Linked DNA regions of Siniperca chuatsi: region 2 is linked to region 1. A link is a contact called in public Hi-C data. All regions are on one chromosome and are shown on one strand. Each heading gives the region's core, a stretch centred on a gene start, on an enhancer-like site or on the middle of the called end of the contact. The rest is flanking DNA. Distances are from core to core; before and after follow the strand shown. Region 1 overlaps LOC122865539 (ras-GEF domain-containing family member 1B-B-like). Region 2 holds the start of LOC122865711 (chondroitin sulfate proteoglycan 4-like).

Region 1 (5,001 bases), core at 438-2,937:
GAGTATTTACAGAGACAGACCTAAGAAAAAGAGCAGGCTGGACTGCTTCGAGCCTCCACTAACTCTGTTTGTACTTCCTTGAACTGTTTAGCATTAGCCTCAACTCCAGCTGGCACTGTATCTGTTGACATTATTGAATTTGATTATTGGCTATTGGACAAAGAAATGGTGGGAACTACAATTTAACTGTAGTGTCCCCTACTTCAAACACAAGCTGTGACAAAGTGGGTTGTGAAATCAAGAATAATGCTGATTACTGATTTAAGTGGAAGCCATTTAAATCATTTCTGAGATGCTGCAGGATTTCTGCTTTCTTAATGTGTACTGACACAGGTTTAAGCACCCTGGTGATTCTGCACTTCATTCCCCAGAAATCATTCAGTGTGGAGGCTGCTTTTAATTGTCTGCAAATGAAAAGTGAGTTTCTGTGTGTTTTTATGTCCAATACTCACTGATGATGGCCATGAGGGAGTTGAAGTTGCCAATATTGAAACATTCCTGAGCCACATCTATGAAGAACTCTATGATTCGTGCTCGGTGTTTCTTCTTCACTGGCTGTAATGAGAGAAAACAACAGGAAGTAAATCAAAGACTCCTCAATTGCTGGCCATTTAATATATGTACAATTTTAACCTTAATTATTTTCATAAATACATGTTTTCGAGGCATAATGAGCACAAAAGTAGAATATATTGTTTATGTTGCAGGAGAAGTTTTTGATGGATGTTTTGTTTTATTAAGTTTTGTTAAGCATTGTGAAGCTGTTCCTTAGTCCAAAATGATTTATATCAAACACATAAGGGCCGACTGGAGCTGCGTGTTTCACAATGAAGCATGGACCTGCCAATTGAACAAGAGCTCTGGTGTGTGTAAAACAGGGACAGACTTAGAGATTTCTGCACTTTAAGTACAACATACCATACAGATCTCAGTGGCCACCAGGAAACTCAGTCTGTTGAACCAGTTGACGTAGGCCTCCAGGTTACTGGTTTTGCGCTTCCGGAAGAAACCCTAAAAAACAAAAAGAAGGGAGATGACAAAGTCAACACACATGCAAGTTCACAGAATGAAAAGGATACATTTTGGTAGTGTTTTTATCAGTATTTCTATATCCCGTTTCTGTCAGTATTTCATTGTATTACACTGAATGTGTAATACAATGAGTCTTTTTTATCTTTGAATATATTCATCTGTGTAATAAATGGAAAAAAATGACTCAATGTACACTTACTAGATTTTTCTGGAGCTTTCAACTGCATCACATGGTTTTTCTCATCAGATGGAGTTTGCATACTGAGAAAAGTATTGATACACAACAAATACTGAGCTAACTCCATCCTCTGAGAACCACTATGAGATGCAGATGAAAGCCCCATAAAAAGCTAGTAAGTGGACCTTGAGTTAATATTTTTTGTTATGATTATTGTTTTTGGCATTTTGCCTTTTTTGTGGTATCTTTCTATAACAAAACCTGACAAGACAAATTTTGATTAGCTCTATGAAATTCCACATCATACTTTTCTTAAGAGTATCCAATAAATCATTTTATAAAAAAGAAACACAAGGAAACAGACTGCTGCTACTCTGTAATTTCCTTTGCAAATGGATCTTGACAGCCCTCACACCCACACAACCTGTGGGCCTGCACTGTGGAGTGTGTGTGACATGTCTGTTGTTATTTCCATCTCATTTAAATCTGCTTTTGGTTTTCTGTGAGACAGTCAGCGGTGAACCTGTTTGCCAGAGGAACTTTTATATAAATAAACATCATGAAAGCGCTGTATAAATAACCTTGACTTGGCCGTGATGATGTAATCCCGGAGATTTATGGCTCTATTAAATGCTTACACAACACCGGCAGCCCACTCCACTCCAAACTTCCCCTCTACACTTCAGGACCCTTTACGCTGACTCAACCGCTCTTTTATACAAAGTGGGTCTTATATAAGTGGTGCAGCACCGGTGAGGGCTGAGATGCAACGCAGTCACATACAGCAGCTGAAAGCTTGTTCTCAGCAGCGCTGATTGAAAATGACCCTTCAGCTGACTCACAGGACCACTTAGGAGGGAAAGAGCCCTTCAGATACACATAGACGCATGCAGAATGGCTCTTTCATACTGTGTTTGATGCATTTTCAAAAAAAAAAACTGCACAAATTCCCATCTATCTGCCAGTGGGATCTTTGATGTAGCTTCTAAAGCAAATCAACTTGAACTGAAACAGACCACAAATTACACGCAAAGCAGACCCAAAATGAAGACACTTGAAATCAAAATAATAAAGGATGACTTAAAATGACTACAATCTGGGGCTTTTATCGTTCCTTTGATGTTAATAATTAAAAACCGGTCATGTTGGAGTATTCTTAAAAAGCTATATGCAGCAAGCCGTAGCTATTCGATCCATCAATCTGTTAATTCTGACTGGAATGAGTTAGTTTGATGTGAAGGATTTTGTGAAATTACCCATTGTATCTTGTACTAGAAAGACAGCTTAACAAGCTTAACATTTACAAATCCTTTTAATCAGCAACATAAAATACTAGAAGGAAAAAGGAAATGAGGAACAAGTAAAATCCGAGAAATAAGTTTTATGGTTGAGAGGTCATGATTATGTTTAATGTTTCACCGGGTTGTGAGTGGGATCATTGAACCCCCCCCCCGGAAAAAACGGGAGGGAGAGCTAAAACATGGCGTTTGTTCATTCAAACTCAATTGTACCTTATGGTTCTCCAGAGGATCCTTCATGGCGAATGTCTGGATGAACTCCTCAGGGCCGATAAAACTCAGTCTGTCCTGAAGGCAGAGAACAAGGAGAGGAAACCATCAGGACTATAACTGTAATATATATAAGAGGAAGATGATCAAGAAGAAAGGGAGATGAATAAAAGAAAGTTGATGATGTAGAAGACCGAGAGCAGGAAAAAGGAGATGATTCAGAACAAAAAACTGGAGATGGTAATGAAAAAATTTCATTTGTGTGGACAGAGGTCTGTAACTTTAATAAAGGGTCATTACAAAAACAAACAAAGTCATTAAAATCAGTAAAGGTCAGTAAAAATTTGCTCTAAAAAATGGTTTAAAGATTAGGACTGCCAGAACAAAACAGCACACAACTGAAAGTAATTTATCTTTATATAAAAAGACTATTAATAAACTTTCTATATGCACCGCTGCAGCAAAACAGACCACACAAAGGGGTTTATGGGAAAACAATAAAACTGAAAAAATAACAGTTTTCATTAAGTCTATAAATGAGTGTTCTTAAAACACTGCCTTTACACCACCAAAATAATAAATTCACTAAATTTAGATGAGTAAAAAAGACCTGTAAAGTAGTAACCACATGAGAACACACACACACACACACACACACTACAGATCTGCCGCTAAATCTCACAACAGATGGTTACACAGGAGACGCATGACACATTACTTCAAATAAGAGTCCCAAATCTTAGCCCATTTAACTTCTTACCAGTTCAATGTGTGTGAGCTGCTGGGCGAGGATGAAGGGGTCGTCACACACACTCATTACGTCGCTTCGCTGACCCGAGGCCTGTTTGCTTTTCAGGGAAGCGGGCCGCTCCATCGCCACGGCGTTGAGCGCAGCAACGGCCTCCTCGTACTGGCCGAGGGCAGATAGGCGTTTGATCAGCCGCTGGGTCATCTGCTGCATGGCTCGCCAAGAGTACTGGAAGCATCACATGAACATAACACAATAAGTCATTAGAAGTGACACTCAAAACAGGAAAATTAAACTTTCACTTGACACCAGAGGAATCACAATGACATCACAAACGTAAAGACTTTTGTGGAATACAATCCTAGACAAGGTCGCTTCATTCACCAGTTCAAACTACAGCCTCATGTTCACATTGGTCCAGATTGCCGCCATTAAAATTAAACTGTCTACAGCCATGCTAGCTGCTCTGTGAGGCTGTGCACAGCAGAGCTTTGAGCTAAATGCTAACATGCTGATGTTTAGCAGGTATAATGTTTGCCATATTCACTATCTTATTTTAGAGTGTTAGCATGCTAACATTAGCTAATAAGCACTAAACATAAAGTACTGCTGAGGCTGATGGGAATTTGGTCATAAACCAAAATACTGGTCAAATTAGCATTTTGACCTGATGATGGCGCTGTATGAAACGTCAGGAGATAACTGAACTTAGCAGCTATATTGGCTAAGATGTGGGTTTGCAGGTAGATTTGGGCTAAGAATCAGGTGTAGTTAGCTTTGGGCTAGTGTTGCCACCCTTAATCATTCCAGGGGACCAAAATCTGATATTCATCACAAGTCTGGCAACCAGCTGTGCTGGATTTAGGCTGCTGTTGGGCTGAGAGGTCAACAGAAGTCATAGGCTTCTCTTTACCCGGCCATCTTTCTTGCAAAAAATCCCTTTCTACACATTTGCTCATGTCTTCGTTTTAAAATGTACAGGAGATTTGACACTAACCTCATCCCCTCGGGCCACATGGTGCGTCATGTCTTTGAGGCAACGCATCATCCTCTCGTCCCTGAAGTCGTACGGAAACGTCTCCGTCCACTCTGTTAGCAGCTGCACCAACTTAGGCGCCACCTCACGGAAACGGATCTAAATATCATCATATGGCATGTTAAGTGTCACTGAAGTAGACACATTATATGTATTTCAATAGCATTTATGGGTGTAATCTGTCTGGAGACAAAATCTAAACCATGTGACCTTTGAAACCATGTTTCAAACAGCACACAAGTAGCCACTGTGGTTTGTGTTTTTGAGACAATATACTGCAATTATTTGTTTGTTTGTTTACTTTATTGTTCCCATTAAATGTGTTCCCTTCACTTTTATTTGCCTTGTGTCAATTTTAACCCTCTCTATCTGTCTGGAATTTTTTTGCTTATGAAATAGTCGTTAAACATGTCTGTGGGTGAGCGAGTGTGACAACATTAAGGTGGGTGTGAGTTTGAGAGAGTGAAATGGAGAGAAATAATTATAACTGTGATATAAT
Region 2 (4,781 bases), core at 1,644-4,143, 33 kb after region 1:
GTTCATGATTCATCGTTTCATCTCAGTGTTTTTGTAGTTTTGGCCATCATCTGTTGCTGTATCATTTATCTATCAATTTGCTGAATTCTGGGGTTGCAGGTTTACAACAGTGTCCAAGAGGGCAAGCAACAAGGCTAGTCAGACAAACAGATGGTTTCAAATAAATCTCCAGTGTAACACAATTATCTAATCCACTGAGGTGAATGTGAGAACGAACTGGACCCAAAATGTGCTTCATATTTCTCCACTGCATTGTAAAACTGCATGCACAGACTTCAACGTGGAACCAGGAAGTAGCTCTGCAATATCTAAAATAATTTGGGGAATAACTTAAATGTTCACCTTTTATTTTCAAGTATGTATGATTAAAAAGGTTAAACTATGATAACCTGTCTGATCTCTTGTGTGGTTGCATTATAAGTAATTGTAAATTATTAATTTTAAATGCTACTACTTTATTTTATAAAACTGTAAAACTGTCTAGCTGATTAAAATGTCATCATAGCCAATAGAAATTATTTTCAAAACTTTAAAATGAGAATTAAAAAAATGTCTCTTTAAAGATTATGTGTTGAAGCAAGAGACTGTGACCTTCATCACTTGTGTAGTTCCCAAATAGCACAGAATGCTAATAAAATATCTGCTGGAGTTTATTGGGTTGTTTAGCAATACCTCTTACCCACAGTCTTGTATGTATATGTGATTCATTTGTTTATATTAGTAGAGAAGAAAAATTATTTGCCTTCAGCATCAGAAATTCCTCTGCAAATGGGTCCTGATGCACAGAAAAGATTCATTCCTGTGAAATGTAGAAATTAGAACTCGATTTAAACATTCACTTGTCTGCTTGTCTAGCTTGAAGAAAAACTCATAAAAGACTTTTCCAGCCCAAAAGACAAGACGGTAATCCTCTCAGCCTGGGATCCAGGCTCATTAAAACACACCACCACTCTCGTCATGAGAGGACCCGTCACCAGCTGAACTGTGACCCATTTTGGGTGTGACCTTTTCGTTTGAGAAACTGGGCTGCGGAGTCTATTATTCAACACCCTGGGAACTATAGCTAAACCCAGCACTCCTCTCATGTGCGAGCCAAGCAGCGTTTATATCAGCAGCTGAATAAAAGACCTTATGTGTTCTTTCAACAGTTTAATGGACCAAACTCTCTCAAGCACATTTCAGTGTATGTGTGTGTTTGTGTGTGTGTGTGTGTGTGTAGAGGTGGGAGGGGTTCAGGATACAGACTAGGGAGTGTGTCCTGCAGTTTGAACAATCACACCCAAACTTCCACTTTACCTCAGTCAGCCACCGGACATTTCCCTCCTGTAACCTCTCGTTCCCTTTTACTTCCTCTCTCCTCTCTCTTCTCTGTTTTAGCAATTTTGCACACTTTGTTCCTTCCCATTCTTCATATCTATGTTTTCTTTCTCTGTTTTTCTCTTCCTCTGTCTCTCATTTTCTCTCTCTTCTATCCCTCTCTGCAGGTCAATTCATTTCAATTCAGTGGGCGCCCCTGGCATCAGGGGTGGAAAGTAAATAGTAATTACTTTGACACTGTTGTTACTGTAACTCAGTAGCTTTTTCAGGGGGTACTTTTTTTACAACAAATTCTACAAGTGTTGAATATGAAAATGTCACACTTTGGCGAGGGGATACGTCAGAATCGTAGGGAGGATGTAGACTTGCTTAGTTCAACATTGTAAAATACTGTTACTACTACCACTAGTACTCTCAGACGCATGCTTCAGATCTCTTTGCAAATTACATATATCTCCAAAGTCTGCACACTGCAAAGAGTTGATTTTTTTGTTTATATGTCAGATTCAGAGAATGTAACGCTGCCTTGTACATTGGGGGTGTGGAGTCCAATGCAACATCACAGATTTACATCCACTATCTATACCCTCATATCCTTTTTCAGTTTACATTGAGTGAGAAGTGGGGTACACCCTGGACAGGTCACCAGTATATCACAAAGCTACGTCAGATTTATTTATACATTTTTATGTATTTATTGGTCCAGAGGGCAGTTTTACTCACTATTGGCCAACATCATAATTAAGTGAATGTCTTATGACCTTCTCAGGAGGATTTTCTGTATATTTGCTTTGAACCCCTTTCCCCTCATAGAGGATGATCTGTGATAAACCTTACTAATACTAAAAAATATACTTATCATTCATAATCAGTAAATTGCAGAGCAGTTGGTTTGCAGGTAGTGCTGTTGGGGCCAGGAGGCCACATTGGCCTTTTGAGCTGTGAAACTATAAGTTTCTCAGAGTAGACACCAAAAAAATGCTTTCTTTCCCTGTGAACAAGTGGTCCAAGTCACATAACATGTAATCGAAACATTCCTTGTTCAAAAAATAAAATAAAATAAACTTTAGTATTTGTACTTGACTACCTCACATAATCTGGCTACAAGCAAATAAGCATTCATCATGATAGATTTGTAGCAGAAAATGGTAACATACTGAACAATGGCCTTGGGTCAATGCTGCTCATTTTGATGTGTGACAGCAGCTGAATTTTTCACACCACAAGACAAAGTAAGAAAGGTTGCCATGGGTTAAACTAAGGATGGGTTCAATTCACTACCATACTTTTTTCAAAATAAGTCTTGTCTGTATTTTCAATTGTTTAACTTGAGATCCAGTCTCAGTTTCACATGAACAGAAACGCACAATCTGCTGTACTTTATATAAAGCGCTTCAGCCCATTTCTTTTTTTCTCTCCTTCTCTGTCTCTGTATGTGTTATGACACCTCCCCCTTGTGTTCATGTTTGGTACTATGCACTACAACAGCCAAGGGGAGGATCAGAGGGTGGAGCTCCACCTTGCTGCGCTCTGCTCACAAGCACAGGTACATTTTTTTTAAAGGCTGTAAGCCAAAGCCAGCAAAGCAAGTAGAAGCTGTTAGTGTTAGGGAAGTTGCCAGCAGTGGAAATGACATGCAGAGCCAGTGATGTACAGTAAAGACAATGGACAGCACAATCAAGCAGCCAGAGGTTGCTCTTAACTAAATGCAAGTTAGATTTTAAGGGCCTAACTAACAATGGGGAGTTTTGTGACCAATCTGTTTCTGCTCCTGCTGATTGCCACAGGACAAGTTTATGGAGGTAAGGCACTGCAGAGGAGAGAAAACCACCTTTCCTCCTAACTGTGTGAACAATTATTCAACTTTACAGTTGAATGATTTGTTGCGTTGCTATAATAGAACTGGTAATGCTGTAAAAAGATTTCCCTTATAGAAGCATGTAAAAATGTAGTTTTTAATGGTTGCTAATGCAAATTTATTAAAGCTAACCTTTAACATTCACACACAAGCTGTGGTTGTAGTATTGTTGTTTGTACAACCTTTGATTAAGTTAAAATGCATCTGTGACAGTTGGCAGTTTATAAAGGCAGCTTGTTTAATCCAGTCTAATATGGCAATATGCTGCTGTATACTGGATTATTTACTTGATCTGATGTCACACTGCTCACCAAATGTCCTCCTAAAATTAGGTTTCTAAGATTTTCCTCTAGTGATGTAACTAAACACTGCCATCATAACAAGTTGTTCCTTGCTCTTCCCTAAAAACATTTCATTGCACACAGCAAAATCAGTATTTAATGTAAAAATGAACATTTAATCAGTGTTTCTGAATCCACACACATCAGAGTTCATTTAATACTTCACTTACTTTTGAAAAGCCGCCTCAGAGCTTTATCAGTTTTGTCAGTGGACTACTTCTCAATCAACACTTCTGATCAAATCTAAATAATTGCCACTGGAACATCAACATTTCGTAACAAAGGTGCAGGAATAACAGCATATCAGCATTGCTGATTGTACATATCTCTGTACTTATACCTTCTCATGACAGCGCATTAAAGACCTGCATTCATATTCGAGGTATGTCTGTGACTGTAGGAAGATTACTAATAATCCAATGTTCACTGGTATTATAGAGGCAGATTAGAGATAGATGGACAGACATGGGTTATACTGACAGCAGGCCTATAGGCTTTATGCAGAGCGGCATGCTGGGCCACCCTGCTGACTGAGTACTTCTCACTGGGAATAGTCTTATAACACATAATAACAGCCTTGATCATTTATTGCAGGCAGTGCATTTCCCAACCAGAGTTGCGAAGGGATTTAAAGGCAATAAAGTAATAAGCAATTACGATAAATGACACCAATGCAGGCATAAAATGAAAAGAACAAAAGGACAAAAATATGGAATGCAGAAGAATGTATGTAAAGGATGATTATTTTAACATTGTTTTCTATATGTTTTTAAAAGCAAATTTGTACAAAAAGGAAAATCTGTTCAGATTAGATGTTTGACATGTTTAACACACATTTTTTTTTAACCAAAAAAGCTTACCCAAAATAGTTTCACCAAAATTCAGTCAACTGAAACCGTTCCTTAGTTCCTGAATAATTTGACAAATTAATTAGCAACAATATTTAGAAACTGACCACTATGTTAAATGTTAAATGGTTATGATTTCCTACATGTAAAATTGTAGCTTGAGTTGCTGACTGACTTTTATGTGTGTGATGTGGGAACATAAATTATTGGATTTCATGTAATTACACTGTAGAGTTGTACACAGCAGCTTTTGTGAGTAATTTATTCATAAAATGTCTCTGCTTCGTTTTTTTTCCCCCTTCATGCCAATTCTTTTTATTGAGACAGAGAGAGTCTGATGTATAAAACTATTTCTTTAATTTTTTGGATCTGGCCTTTCATTTGAATCATTTAAATGCGCTTTAATAATTTCTTTAA

The links. A called contact is a pair of places that touch in the nucleus more often than the background predicts.
Region 2: a contact with region 1 is called in a Hi-C map of liver, with 5 times the contacts expected there. The contact joins the promoter of LOC122865711 here to the enhancer-like site in region 1. A contact is called at or near these places in 3 of 3 Hi-C or Micro-C datasets (liver, skeletal muscle and an unstated tissue).

The regions. Positions count from the first base shown.
Region 1 is chrLG18:17,284,419-17,289,419 of ASM2008510v1, forward strand. LOC122865539 (ras-GEF domain-containing family member 1B-B-like) reads right to left here. Exons shown (of 14, transcript XM_044174115.1): 4 at 4,464-4,601; 5 at 3,479-3,694; 6 at 2,722-2,796; 7 at 919-1,011; 8 at 453-555. Among protein-coding and RNA genes, the nearest start is that of LOC122865539, 11 kb to the right of the region's middle. Within about 2 kb of position 1,688, the one cell type or tissue checked has an H3K27ac peak away from gene starts, as active enhancers do. A contact at or near this core is called in liver, where this site is marked.
Region 2 is chrLG18:17,316,365-17,321,145 of ASM2008510v1, forward strand. LOC122865711 (chondroitin sulfate proteoglycan 4-like) reads left to right here and starts at 2,894. Exons shown (of 22, transcript XM_044174526.1): 1 at 2,894-3,119. The coding sequence starts at 3,056.